Regions from separate parts of the Triticum aestivum genome. Here region 1 is linked to region 2. Evidence: chromatin contacts called from public Hi-C data. All regions are on one chromosome and are shown on one strand. Each heading gives the region's core, a stretch centred on a gene start, on an enhancer-like site or on the middle of the called end of the contact. The rest is flanking DNA. Distances are from core to core; before and after follow the strand shown. Region 1 holds the start of LOC123085760. Region 2 holds the start of LOC123085757 (leucine-rich repeat receptor protein kinase HPCA1).

Region 1 (6,829 bases), core at 339-2,838, 680 kb after region 2:
AGGTAGATCATTTTCTTGTACAATCAAATCTCCAAAAGCACCTAAATTTCAGTGTACAACCAGAATAAGAATACCTATAACAATATAGGCCTGGAAACTCTTAGTGCAAAGATTAAAACAACATAATTTCCTAAACTTACAAGTTTTGCAGTTTATTTTTAAATCGATTATTTTGTATCTGATTATTTTCTGAATTAATATAGAGTTGGAATAGTTTACATTGATGATTGGCAGTAGTACTTAGTGTCCATCAATATTGCAGGTGTACTGAAGGATATTGATCAAGAGCTAGCTAAACAATTTCATATATGGAGTGAAAATCAAGAAGTACTGGCATTAAGATAATCAGTCAAAGCACATACCAAAACAAAATTTGAAGCAACCGGTCTTCGTAGCAGCCAATTTGTTAAAAAGCTACAAGGCAATATAATTTGTTAACTACATAAGAAAGGACCATTAGATTAGTCATTAGAAGATGATTCTGAAAACAAATTGGAGCCGAAACTGAACCTTGCTGAACCCTCCACTACCTCGCATCGGCACATTCACACGCACTCGCTGCACACTCACAGAGCATTGACTTTGATAATGAGGAAACACCTGATTATTTACTGCAGATGTCCACCTGCAAATCGTTTTTCTAGGGTTAACACTTGCAACTTGCAAGTTATAAAAGCAAAACACAGTGTGTTAGCATTATAAATTTATAACTTGCAGGTAATGAATAATTTGACCCTCCACATACTGCTTGCACTTCCCTTGTGTATTGAGAATGCAATTCAGTTTGCCACATGTGATAATCGTTCCATGAATTGATCAGCGACAGAGGTTGTTTACTATTTGTTATTCAATCAAATAGTCCCAATCAACTTAATACGAAGCAATGTAGAAAAATGCAAGTCACAGCAGGGAGAAAATCTATCAATTGATGAGTTACATATAGAATATCAACGATGCTAAGTGTGTGGTGGGTGCAACGGCAACCTCGTGCGGCATGGAGACAGCGTCAGCTCTCGGGGAAGACAGCTATGAGGCAGAGGTCGTCGACTCGTCTTGGTGGCCATCCTGGGTGAAGTCGACGAGCTACACATGGACGATAGCAGGAGGTGGCAAATCTCACCGGATCCGATCATTGGAAGGCTCAGGATGCCAGATCCGATGCAGAGGAGAGCCTTCCCCTGATCTTCCAGCGCAGAGAATCGGCGGCGCGTTCCGCAATTACGGCTATGGGCGTATAGAGCAGCAACCGACGAAGGGAGAGCGGTCGGCGGCGAGCCCGTGGGGCAGAAAAGGAGGAGCGGCGAGAGCTCGCATCCGTGGGGGCAGCATCCGACCAATAGGAGAGCCTCCGGCGTCGAGACCATGGGGCGGCAGAGGATGAGCGGCCGGAGGAGGCGACGGCGATCCGAGCTCGCGTCCGTCTAGAATTAGAGGAGGAGCGGCGGGCGGCGACGGCGATCCGCGCTAGCGTCTGTGGTGCAGCAGAGAAGGAGCGGCGGGCGGGACGGCGGCCCCGGCCCCTGCGATGCGTCGGTAGCAGAGGAGTGGCGTCGTGCGTGCAGTTTGATGAAGACGTGGGCTACAACATTTTTTCTTTTCTTGAAAGGGGTCATTAGCAGCTAATGGCATGGTGGGTAATTAAAGCCTAAAACGCGTTTAGTATTCTGGAGGGATGTAGACCATCAGATCGTAGGTTTTGATGCATAGAATGATTTGGTTCTTCGCCCTCTTTTTTTTTATAGTGGTAGTAGATACGAAGGAGTTTGAGAAGTTGGGGAATCGTAACTTCACAATCCACAGAAGCTTGGAGTTGGCTGAAGTTACAAAGGTTGCCACCCCCAAGTCAAGAAAACGGTTCGTTTCATCTCTCTTCTCCCATTTTTCATCTCGTGGAAACATGTTCAGCGTGTCTCTCCTTCCATTTTGGGCTGCATGCAGCCCATTTAACGACTTTTATCCAACCCAACATGGCGCAACACTCGCAGGAAGTCCAAGTTGGCGATGGAGAAGCTGTTTTCAGTGCAGAACGGACATGAATTGCTGCGTGGAGCGAGAAGTTAGGTTGAGAAGCAGAATTTTTAGAGTTGAGAGAGTTGGGAGGACTTTAGAACGGGCCCTAAGTTTCAGAAAATGGTTAAAACATGAAATTTAGACCATCAGCGTCAAATGTCTTTGTGCACTGTTTTCGATTCAATAGTCTATGTGATCACTTAAAATTGAAAACATGATCTTCCGCACGCTTTGAAGACGCCCTTTAGAATTTACTTTGCCCTAAGCTTTGCACGCAGCGCATAATCTGACATTGCTACGTTTTCCGGAAAAGACCGTGTTTCTAAACTAGGCCTGGGCCAAGGAGAAACCGCGGTGCAATCACATCAAAGTGGGCCACACACACCATCCTAGCCGTCCAAGTTGGCCGCAGGGCGGCCGAAGGGGCCTATCCGCAAAAAGCCGCGCCCATGGTGCGGTGGGGGTGCGCGGTGCGCCTCCCCCCGGCAACTGGTGGGCGTCGTCCTCCTCTTGTGCGCACCAGGTTCCTCCTCCCCTCTCTCTCCCCAGCCAGAATTCCCCCTTGCTGTCATCTCCTCCCCCCAAAGCCGCACCGATCCAGCAGCTTCCTCACAACCCAACCCAGGTACGGACTGGCCGTCTCTCCCCCAATTCCTGAATCCCCCCCTCCTCTCTCCAGGTCCAATCCACGCCGTCTAGCTCGCCCGTCGCTTCCTAGCTCGTCGTGTCGGCGTGATCGGCTCCGCGGAGGCGAATCGGACCGACGGGACAGGAGCGGAGGAGAGCGCGCGCGGGGGCGGGGGGCGGGGGGCGGGCACACAGGGTTTCTCTAGGGTTCTGATCGCGACATGCTTTGCTGGTGCGGGGGTCCTAGGTGAGAGTTTTGCGAGGAGCGGTGGTGGCACACGTGCTCGTGAGTTGTGGGAGTACGTGATGTTGCCGGTACGGAAAATGATTGGGGATTTGGTGGGGCTGGGAGCTGTGGGAGGTGTTATGGGAGAATTAGGTGCCCTTGTGATTGTCCTGCCCCCTCTGCCTACAGTTGCCTGTCCCCTGGGGTTTAATTCAGATCCTCCTGTATGGGCTTTAGACAGTGCCTGTCATCCTGCGAGTTAATAGCACATAGTACCACATGCGTACCAAGATGTGTTTCCTTGTTTGACTATATATATATGGTGTCATACATAGATTGCACAGTGAATAGAAACCTGCCATTTTCTTTTGTTTTTCTGTTGAAAAAGGGCATTTGTTGTTGTATTATGAAGCTTCAGAGCGTGAATAAAAGTTGCGTTATCGATGGTAGAAAGATGGTCATTGCCCCACATCAGGACATACGTATGGTAGCGTCTTCTCTAGAGGATCCTGCATGCGTGTGTCTATGCAGAAACATGACCCGGTTTCTAGCTTCAAAGGAAGTATTGACTTTACACTTGAGAGATGGTAAAAAAAGCGCTCCTTTGGGATTGCAATGTGGTTTAATCTGCTTCTGTTCTATTACTTTTTTTTGAAGCATCACAATGGTAATACTAATTGAGGGCCTAGTATTCTTTCTCATAATTTATCTTGTGATCTGTCATTGGAGTAGACAAAAATATGGCTTAGAGAAGAAGGAGAAGGACAAATGATATATTAATAATTTAATATGTTGCTGGCCACCAGTACGCAACTTTATGACTCTTGCTAACACGTTTTATGATGTTGCCATTTCTTTGTTTTTTTGCTCGTGAGATCCTGATCACACTAGTTAGATTGTTACTTACTCATGGTTGATTTCAGGGTGCAGATATGCATGCTTGATATAGCTACAGTTGCCTATGTTTATGATGGTTACAATTCGTACGGTGTAACCATAGGTTCCCTTTATTAACTCTTCATTTCTTAACCTGTGGTAGATTAATGGATTAACATTTGTGCTAAGGTTATTCTGTAGGAACATATCAAAATCAATTTATGGGAAAGACACAACGCTTGTGCACAATTCTTGATGAGGAGGTGTGATCTGAGACAGTCTCACAACAGCAGGGTTTCTGGAGGAATGTCATCCTCTTTACCTATTCTGCCAAATTCTCTGAAAGAAACCTTCCATGGGCCTTACAATCCGCAGCTCACTCCGATGCAAAGGCAACTGACGAGTGATCTTGTGCCCTTACATCAGAGTGCACTTCCATCTGCTACTTTGCACCCAAGAGCTGGTGCTATGAGATCATCATATGCAGCCTCATTAGGATACTCACCTAATCCTCTGGATTCTGCGCCTAACCATGAGAGGCAGTCTATGGTTGCTCCTTTTGCTCCTCAGCCATCAGATATCGAAGTATTTCAGACCTTATCTAATAATATCCCTGGAGGTCACACTGGGGCAACTTGGTTCCCAGGTTCGGCTGATGGTTTATCAGATTACAGGGATAACATCCCTGCTTCTGGTAGTCAGATCCAGAACGGCGGTCCTGCTGTGACATCTGATGTGGTTGCTAAACAAAATGAATGGTGGGCAGAAATAATGAATGATGATTGGAGAGATATTCTAGATGCAACGGCTGCTGATCCCCAGTCAAAGGTATGCAAATGAAACGGCATAAAGAGTCATCGTGGCAGCTCTGTCTTGGGTTCTGATAGTTTAGAAGTAATCTGTAATTTTTTTGTTTATTATGACATATTAGCCAACCTTGTGAAGTTGTAATTTCACGTAAGCTCTTTGCCAGTGCATATACTGGTATTATGATATCATTTTTGTGTGGCCAACCTAGATACCTTAATGTATGTCAATTTTAAAGTTAAGAGGAAGTTTTGACTTACTGTATACTTCTCGGGCCATACTTCCATTTACACATTGGGGCATACTTCTTGGGGCCTCTTTAAACAGTGTAGGTAACCATCCCTTCCTCTTATTGGAAGTTTAAAACTGATGTGTAGTAGGTTTTGTTAGAGTGATGGTTAGGGCACCAGTAAATGATTTCTTGTTTGCACTGTTCAAAGAGGGTCGTTATTAGATCGACTACTAGAGTTTACATTAGAATCTTGTAATGAATGTTCATGACTTGATATGAGTGTCTCTCTCCGCAAATTCTTCTAAGGGATATATGCTGCTTCTTCTCTAATTCTCTTTGGCACAAAATAGAAATATGCGGTCCACTTAATTTTAAGGTGGAGGTCTCTTAACTTGTTGGAGTTGGAGTTGGAGTTTCTAGAGTGATATTTGTTTCTCACTGTGATGCTTTTGGTAAGCCCATTCGATTTGTTTCTTTTATGACCAAATGTTTGTTGTCACCTTTGTTGTAGTCCATGGTTCAGCCTTCCAATTCGGCTGCATCACAGCCTGCTGTCAACCAGCCAGCTTCATCTCATGGTGGAGAGATTTGCAATGTAGCTAGTCCTCCCAATAGCAACTCTGCAGCCAAACAACGGATGAGGTGGACTCCAGAACTCCATGAGTGCTTCGTAGACTCTGTAAATAAGCTTGGTGGTAGTGAAAGTATGTCTGCAGTGCTGTTGATTCCCAAAAGTGCATTTTAGATATGAATCATGTTCTAATGCTTGTACTTTTTGTCTTGTACCTTCAGAAGCTACTCCCAAGGGTGTGCTGAAGCTTATGAAAGTTGACGGTTTGACAATATATCATGTGAAAAGCCATCTGCAGGTTTGCCATTAGCTTTCTAAATTCTCGTTCTAAACAATAGTGTTGCCCACAAGAGATTTGAGTTCTCACTTACCTTTTCTGGTTTGTGTTGCAGAAGTACCGAACAGCTCGCTATAAGCCAGACCTAACGGAAGGTTTGTCTGGATTAGATTTTTTTGCACTTCTATTTTATATAGATCTTCCCTGCACAGGTGCATAGTTGATATTATTATTCATGACCCATGATGCCATCGTATTGAGTGGAGTACATTTTTATGGTAATGGTTAGGGCTGACGCTTTTTTATATATATGTAAATCTTCTCATGACGCGATATTATTTTGATAAGGTTCCATTATTGCACAGAATTCATGCATCTACATTGTGTTTGGTATAATTGGTTACATAATATAACCATTCCATACCAAATTATCAGGTACAGCAGAAAAAAGGACTACCACCGAAGAGTTGACTCTAGACCTGAAATCGTGAGTGGATAATTGTTTACTTATTATCTATTATTCTGTACTCTAGCATGATACCCATCTCTCATGATGCTTATTGGTAGCTGGTTACTGTGCAATGTGACATCCATCAACTATTAAAGCTAAAACCAATAGTTAAGATGGTGGTTTAGTTTGTAAAACTGAATTTCGACTAATGCTCAGTAATTACATTGAGAAAACTGATGCTGATATAAGTTTGCGATTCAACTGCATTTTAATGGGGATTCGAAAAGATAGCTTCAATGTAGGCAATTGCCCAAAATGGATTTTCTTCCATAGATACGTCCTGGTATTCACCTTCTGATCAAAATCATAAATAAAAAGATAACTAAAATGGGATATAACCCAGGAAAACTTTGAAGGAACTTACATGCCCACCAACAAATGTCATGTGGTGGGCCTTGGAGGAAACACAAAGCCCCAACAAAGTACATTACCCTCATCAAGGACATGTATGATAATGCTTTGACAAGTGTTCGAACAAGTGATGGCGACACTGATGACTTCCCGATTAAAATAGGATTGCAGCAAGGGCAGCTTTGAGCCCTTATCTTTTTTGCTTTGGTGACGGATGAGGTCACAAGGGATATACAAGGAGACCCATGGTGTATGCTCTTTGCAGATGATGTGGTGCTAGTCGATGATAGTTGGATGGGGGTTATATGCTCTTTGCGGATGATGTGGTGCTAGTCAATGAT
Region 2 (7,052 bases), core at 2,233-4,732:
TAGAGGCATACTAGGGACACTCTGTTTGTCTATGTATTCACACATGTACTAAGTTTCCGGTTAATACAATTCTAGCATGAATAATAAACATCTATCATGATATAAGGAAATATAAATAACAACTTTATTATTGCCTCTAGGGCATATTTCCTTCACTACGTGTGTGCACCTATTATGGACCACCTTAGTCTGCGCCTGGCGAGGCTATCCTGCATGACTCAACGGGCCATAATCTTTAAAAAGGTATATTTAGGGACAATTTCACTAAATCAAATAGTTAGGGGGAATTTTTAACTAAATGGGTAATTGGTGTCACAAATGTGTAATTAGGGGGTTAAAAGTTGAAAATATGTTTTGGATCTTGGGCTTCATGGACCCTGTTATTTTTGAAAACTTGGAAATAAAATTCATATTTTCAAAAAAAAATGTAAGAATAAAATTCTAGATATACATAGACCTTCTACGCATGTGCAAAATTTCTCGCATGTCCGCTTCGTCTCCGGTGACCTTAGGGACATGGCGGCGTGGTGGATCCCGACCCTTGCCGGCGGGAGGGCTCTATTTTTAGATGTTCCTTTGAGTTTTCTTAGGGTTTGTGTTCTGCTGAGAAAGACGAGACGGCGGCGGCTTCTTGAAGATGGAATAAGGTTCTCCCCTCCTAGCCATCATCCCGATGGTGTGTCTAGCATTGTCGGTGGGCGTATGGAGGTGTGTCTCCGATGGATCTGTCCTTAGTGGATTTGCTCAGGTCTGGTTGTAGTACGTCTGTGTTCGTGTGTCTTTAGGTTGGGTCCTTCTGGTCTACGCTACTCTTCATCGGCGGCGTTTAATATTCTGCTGCGCTGGTCCTATGGAGTCTTAACACGATGACTTTCCGACTGTCTGCTACAATAAGTCTTGCCCGGTTCCGGCCAGGGAGGGGCGATGACAGCGGCACGCCTTTGAATCGCTTCAGTTCTTGTAGTCGTCGCTGGGTAGTCTACAGATCTGGATGTTATTTATTTTCTTTTTTTTCGAAACCGAGGCAGAAGATTTGCCTCATATATTAATTAAGGGAGAATAGAGTTTGAAAAACACCTCACAACTGAAATACACCTCAGAACTGAAAAACAAAAAGTGTTACTCTCCCGGTATGATGGTGCCCAATTTTTTTGCCCCGGCGGTTAGCAGAGGATGGCCTCACACTTGACGTTGTTAAGCAATGTTGTTGGAGGCATACTCTTTTGTCGAAATACCCGGGTGTTCCTTTCATTCCAAATGGTGCATCCAATTAGCATGGTGAGGGAGGCCATGGCTTTTTGGTTGGGGTGCTCTTGCTTGATCTATTCACCCACCAATCCTTTATAGAGTCCTCAAGGTGCCAAGTAGATGTGTCAAGGTCTTCAAGATGTAGTCACTCATTAACCAAATTCCATAGGCGGAGGGTGAGACGACATTTGACGAAGAGGTGTAACATGGATTCTTGTTGTCTTCTGCATAGGGGGCAAAGATGACAGTTTGGCCATCCATGACGCGCCAACCTATCAGTTGTCCAGATTCTATCTTGTATTGCATGTCTTGTATTGCGAGCCAAGCAAAAAATTTCACCTTCAGCGGTGCCCAAGCGGTCCAAACCATGTGATCCATAGGGGAGTAGAAGGTTCCCAGGAATTGCGCGAGGTAAGCTGTTGCCGCCGAGTATCGACCATCTGTGGCGTGCTTCCAAGTAATCTCATCTTCCATGTGCTCCTCGAGCGGGAACTCCGAGATAAGTAGCCAGAGTTCAGCAAATTGACGAATGTGGGTCATCCAAAAGTTGGCGGTCATCTTAATTTTCTTGATCCAAGCTCCCTCCTTGAGAGCTTCCCTCACCTCTCAATTTTTTTCTTGTGGAAGCCTCATGGATGAGAGGCCCAATGTCTTTAGGCTTCTTGCCGTGCACCCAAGGCGCTTCCCAGAAAGGAGTCTTGGCACCGTTCCCAATGGTGATAGTAGTGGAGGCATAGAAAAAATTCCTATCCTCGTCATCACAAGGGTTGCCCATGCCGACCCACATCTTAGACGGCTCCGTCCATTTGAACTATAGCCAACATAGTCGAAGGACGTGTGCCGTCTTTAGCACGCCGAGGTTGTAATACCATGATTGAAGATGAATAGATCGGAAGTTTTCTCGCAAAAAAAAAGAGTTTCACTTTTCTTTCTTTTAAATTTCGGGCTTCATGTATCAAAATTTATTAGGAAAATAAACTTGGATATATTTTCATGTAGTTCCGCTACTTCTCTCGAGGTTTCATTCATGGAGCCTGTTGCATAACTTGTTGATTGTGTTTCCTCCTCCTTTTGGCGTCAAAAGATCCTAGAAAGGGCATCACCATTCGTGACTGTGACCAGGTGTGGTTAATAACGTTGTTTTCAACACGGGCATCATCTCTCTTAGGCACGAGTTGTACCCCGCGTGTAAAAGACCTCGTGATGGTGTTTTGGTTCTTCCTAACACTCTCATCACCAGGGTATCTAGATATTTCCCAAACTGTAAACCACGCGATAACAACTTGGTCTAGTTTCATAGTTGTAATCTTAATGTTACTGCAAGAGCATCAAATAATGGCGTGGAACTTACCCCGCCTCAGACCAATTGTCCTGCCACCGTGGTTCACAGCCTTTCATCATCAGCGACAGAAATCACCATCATGACTCTGAAAAGGCAGCCTAGTCGGTAAGAAGAGGGCGTATTGCCTTCTAAAATATGTATTGCACCTAGAGTAAGTGCAACGTATATTTTCAGTGTTTACAAATTAGCCACTTGTTAGAGTTAATTAACTCAACTGAACGCAAGAAAGATCATGGAAAAACATGTGAGATCAAGCTCAGTTTATCTTCCTTGTTTTGTGAGGAGATTCAACCATGCACTGCCTTCCGCGGACAGCGTCGGCTTCGCTTTCACTTCAATGTCGATCACAGATTAACATCAGCGAGACACGGTCCTATTATCTCTTGTGAAGACCTTTTCCTTAACCCTGCTCTAATTAAGGCATGCCTTGTCAGCATAGTCCAAAATATAATCTACTCTATATAACTGAAAGAACATTCTCTCCAGTGCAAAAGTGGGTGATAAAGAAGGTCAATCATGGGAATCATTAGTTTAATCCCCACCAAATTTCCCTCTTTACGTGCCTTGAATCGCACCCCTAATCATCATCACTAAACTCCTTTAAACCGCATGAATAAAAACAGACTTTTGGAGCAGCAGCATGAGCATGACATGAAAGACCAGCACACTAGTGCACTCGTACCGACTGAACTCAAGATTGAGGTGGGGAGGAGTTGCCGTAGAGCAAGGGACACGTTCGCGCGGCCGTATCCTCCGCCCTTTTGACCGCTCGCTCGGTGGCTTCGGCGGACAGCGAGACGTACGGGGACGACCGGTATCGGCGTGCTCAGCTACAGCCAGCCACCGAGGGAGACAGTGGGAGCTTGAGGCTTGGCTTGCTTTCAAGTCAAGTCGTTGGCATTTGGCACCACCTCTCCCGCCTGTATCTTTCTCTCCAGAGCTCGCAGGATCCTATCATTTTAGCTTGGTGAATGCACGTCCCATCATGAGCCGCATCATGGGCTGCGGTTGTGGTGCCGGTGGTTGCCTTGCGCTCCACAGCTTTTGCTGAGCACCTAAAACCGCACCTCGCCCCCCTGCGAGCCCGATCGGCTCACTTCTTGCGTCCGTCCGTGCGTGCGTGCGTGCGTGCATGGAGGAAGCTGGTGGGTGTGCGAGGATGGGTCTGAGAGGGGTGCTGCTCGCTCTGGCCTTGCTGCTCTCGGTGTGCGTGCGAGCAAGCCATGGACTCACGGACAGCCAGGACAGTGAGTACCCTGCCTCATCCATTCTTGCTTAGTTTCACAACTAGTACAATTCATCGATGATGAGACAAGAATTTTGAGCTCTTCTCCTCTTTCTTTACCCAAGTAGTATAACTCACGTGTGCTAACTCTACTACCTTGAGTCGATCGCAGCTTCTGTTCTCCGAGCGCTAATGGATCAGTGGCAGAACTCGCCGCCGACATGGGGACAGTCTGATGATCCCTGCGGTGTTTCGCCATGGGATGGGGTGACATGCAGCAACAACAGGGTGATCTCCATGTAAGTGTCGGCAAAGCTCGACAAGAATTTCACTGCAACTTCCGCCAAAGTGCCAGGTCAACAAAACTTACCATTATTATACAACCGTGTCTTTCAGAAAAGTGTCAACCATGGGCATCAAAGGACTTCTAGCTGCTGACATCGGGCAGCTGACCGAGCTGCAATCCCTGTATGTAGCGGCAGAGCACTAGAGTGTCAAGCTAAACCTTTTCTTCAACATAATCCCTCTTCTTGCAGCTCTGCTTGCATTACTGAGCCATGACATGAGCAATTCTATGTGTATGCAGGGACCTGTCATTCAACAAAGACCTTGGAGGTGTGCTCACTCCGACCATCGGTAATTTGAAGCAGCTTGCAACCTTGTAAGTTTCTAAACGTGCACGGCCTTCTTGTTTTCGGTTAGGTTATGTCACTATGCTCATGTCTTGTACTTTGTGCCGCATGGTTTGAAGGATTCTGGCAGGTTGCAGCTTTCACGGCAACATCCCTGATGAGCTAGGGAGTCTTCCCAACCTATCTTACATGTAAGAGATTCACTGGTGCCCCACAGATGATACTGCACATTTGTGCCACTGTGATTCAGTTTTTGCAGGAAAAAAATGACATTGATCAAACTCTATTTCAGGGCTCTGAACTCGAATCAGTTCTCTGGAAAAATACCAGCATCTCTGGGCAATCTCTCCAGCCTCTATTGGTTTGATGTCGCCGACAATCAGCTGACTAGCCCATTGCCAATCTCATCAAACGGGGGAATGGGTCTAGACAAGCTTACAAAAACCAAACACTTGTAGGTTATACAAGTTGTTTTTTTTTTGGGGTATTGTCATTTCTGAAGCAGAGATGAGAAGTGGAACATATCTCTAACCGTACTGTTTCTGGTGATCTGTAGCCACTTCAATAAGAACCAATTGTCTGGTCCCATCCCAGATGCTCTCTTCAGCCCTGAGATGACACTGATTCATCTGTGAGTTCCCGAAGCCCTCTCTGCCTATAGATTCATCTTTCTCCTGCTTCGCGACATGTGTGCTGACACCTCAAGATATTCGGTGCAGGCTTTTCGATGGAAATAAATTCACCGGTGACATCCCGGACTCTCTTGGGTTTGTTAGTACACTCGAAGTTGTGTAAGTGTCCTTGTCAGACGAAACTCTGCCCAATTCATCTTATTTTGTTGGATGGTCTGCCAGATATGAATCTTCTATATGTTTGTTTGGACAGACGGCTGGATAGAAATTCCCTCTCCGGCCCAGTTCCAGCGAACCTGAATAACCTCACCAAAGTAAACGAGCTGTAAGTTGTCTACGATGCACTGTGTAAGTAAGTGCAAGTACAAAGCTATAGCCATTGTAAGCACATTATCTTCATATATGTTTCAGCAACTTAGCCAACAACCAGCTTAACGGACCGTTGCCCAATCTATCTGGGATGACTCTTCTCAATTATGTGTAAGCACTAAGCAATTTACACCGCAGAAGATTTCTGCTGCTAATTTGTTCGAACCACCAGGCTTGATCTGATAGTAATTCATCTGGTCTAATTGCACCGCAGCGATCTGAGCAACAACACATTTGATCCTTCCCCGAGCCCGCAGTGGTTTTGGAAGTTGCCACAGCTCTCAGCTCTGTAAGTTCCCCTGAAATAACTTTGCAACTTCACAGTATATATGCTTGGATGGCTAAATCTGACAGTGTCTTGTGATGCCAAACCAAGGGTCATACAATCCGGAAGACTCTACGGCACGGTGCCGATGAAGCTGTTCAGCAGCCCGCAGCTGCAGCAAGTGTAAATTCGCGCAAAAACCTTGTCTGCATTTTTTTTTGCACCAAAAAATGGTGAAACTGGTGGGTCTTTGTGGCGAATCTGACAAGGCCTCTTTGCAGGATCTTGGACGGCAACGCGTTCAATGGCACCCTCGACCTGGGGAGGAGCATCAGCAGCGAGCTGAGCATGGTGAGCTTCAAGGACAACGACTTCTCCTCCGTCACGGTGACCTCCAGCTACAACGGCACGCTCGCGTGAGTACCAAGATAGCAGTGGCCAATTCCGGTTTCCAGACAGTGGCAGTGCTGCCATCTTACTTACAAACTCCTGCCACGGCATGGCATCGTTCAGGCTGGCCGGGAACCCGGTGTGCGACCACCTGCCGAACACGGCGTACTGCAACGTGACGCAGCACGCGCCTTCGCCGGCGTACACGACGAGTCTGGTGAAGTGCTTCTCGGGGGCGTGCCCGCCGGAGCAGAGCATGAGCCCGCAGAGCTGCGGGTGCGCGTACCCGTACCAGGGGGTGATGTACTTCCGCGCGCCCTTCTTCGCGGACGTGGGCAACGGCACTGCGTTCCAGGAGCTGGAGAGCAAGCTGTGGACCAAGCTGGAGCTCTCCCCGGGCTCCGTGGCCCTGCAGGACCCCTTCTTCAACAGCGACTCCTACATGCAGGTCCAGGTGAAGCTCTTCCCTTCGGGCGGGCCCTACTTCAACCGCACCGAGGTGATGCGCATCGGCTTCGACCTCAGCAACCAGACCTTCAAGCCGCCCAAGGAGTTCGGCCCCTACTACTTCATCGCCTCCCCGTACCCCTTCCCAGGTCACCAGCGAACAACGATAATACCTTTTACCTGTTGTTTGCTCAACCTTTGAGTACGTACGTATGTGGCTGAGTGAGATACCACCATGTGGGATGTGTGGCTTGCAGATCGGAACGGGCCGGCGTCCAAGAGCAAGGGCGCCATCATCGGGATCGCGGTTGGCTGCGGCGTCCTGCTCATCGCGCTCGTCGGAGCTGCCGTCTACGCGTTCATGCAGAGGCGGCGCGCGCAGAAGGCCACGGAAGAGCTTGGCGGGCCTTTCGGTACGCCTTCTCTTAAAATAAACTTGTCAGAGAACTGAAAGCATTTTCTTCACCGGCCGGCCGGACGAGTACGAGTGAAGTGAAAGTGG

The links. Hi-C and Micro-C count contacts between places; a contact is called where the count stands out from the background.
Region 1: a Hi-C map of leaf shows a contact between it and region 2, with 7 times the contacts expected there. The contact joins the promoter of LOC123085760 here to the promoter of LOC123085757 in region 2. A contact is called at or near these places in 2 of 5 Hi-C or Micro-C datasets (both in leaf).

The regions. Positions count from the first base shown.
Region 1 is chr4A:176,306,409-176,313,237 of IWGSC CS RefSeq v2.1, forward strand. It overlaps LOC123085760, which reads right to left and starts at 1,589. Exons shown (of 6, transcript XR_006439873.1): 1 at 985-1,589; 2 at 511-625; 3 at 363-414; 4 at 1-41. LOC123085762 (protein PHOSPHATE STARVATION RESPONSE 1) reads left to right here and starts at 2,427. Exons shown (of 8, transcript XM_044507462.1): 1 at 2,427-2,533; 2 at 3,941-4,567; 3 at 5,290-5,482; 4 at 5,571-5,647; 5 at 5,742-5,781; 6 at 6,062-6,113. The coding sequence starts at 3,995.
Region 2 is chr4A:175,625,161-175,632,212 of IWGSC CS RefSeq v2.1, forward strand. LOC123085757 (leucine-rich repeat receptor protein kinase HPCA1) reads left to right here and starts at 3,483. Exons shown (of 18, transcript XM_044507455.1): 1 at 3,483-3,837; 2 at 3,988-4,114; 3 at 4,212-4,283; 4 at 4,402-4,476; 5 at 4,567-4,638; 6 at 4,740-4,901; 7 at 5,004-5,078; 8 at 5,167-5,238; 9 at 5,333-5,404; 10 at 5,491-5,559; 11 at 5,663-5,737; 12 at 5,825-5,896; 13 at 5,995-6,129; 14 at 6,227-6,699; 1 more. The coding sequence starts at 3,723.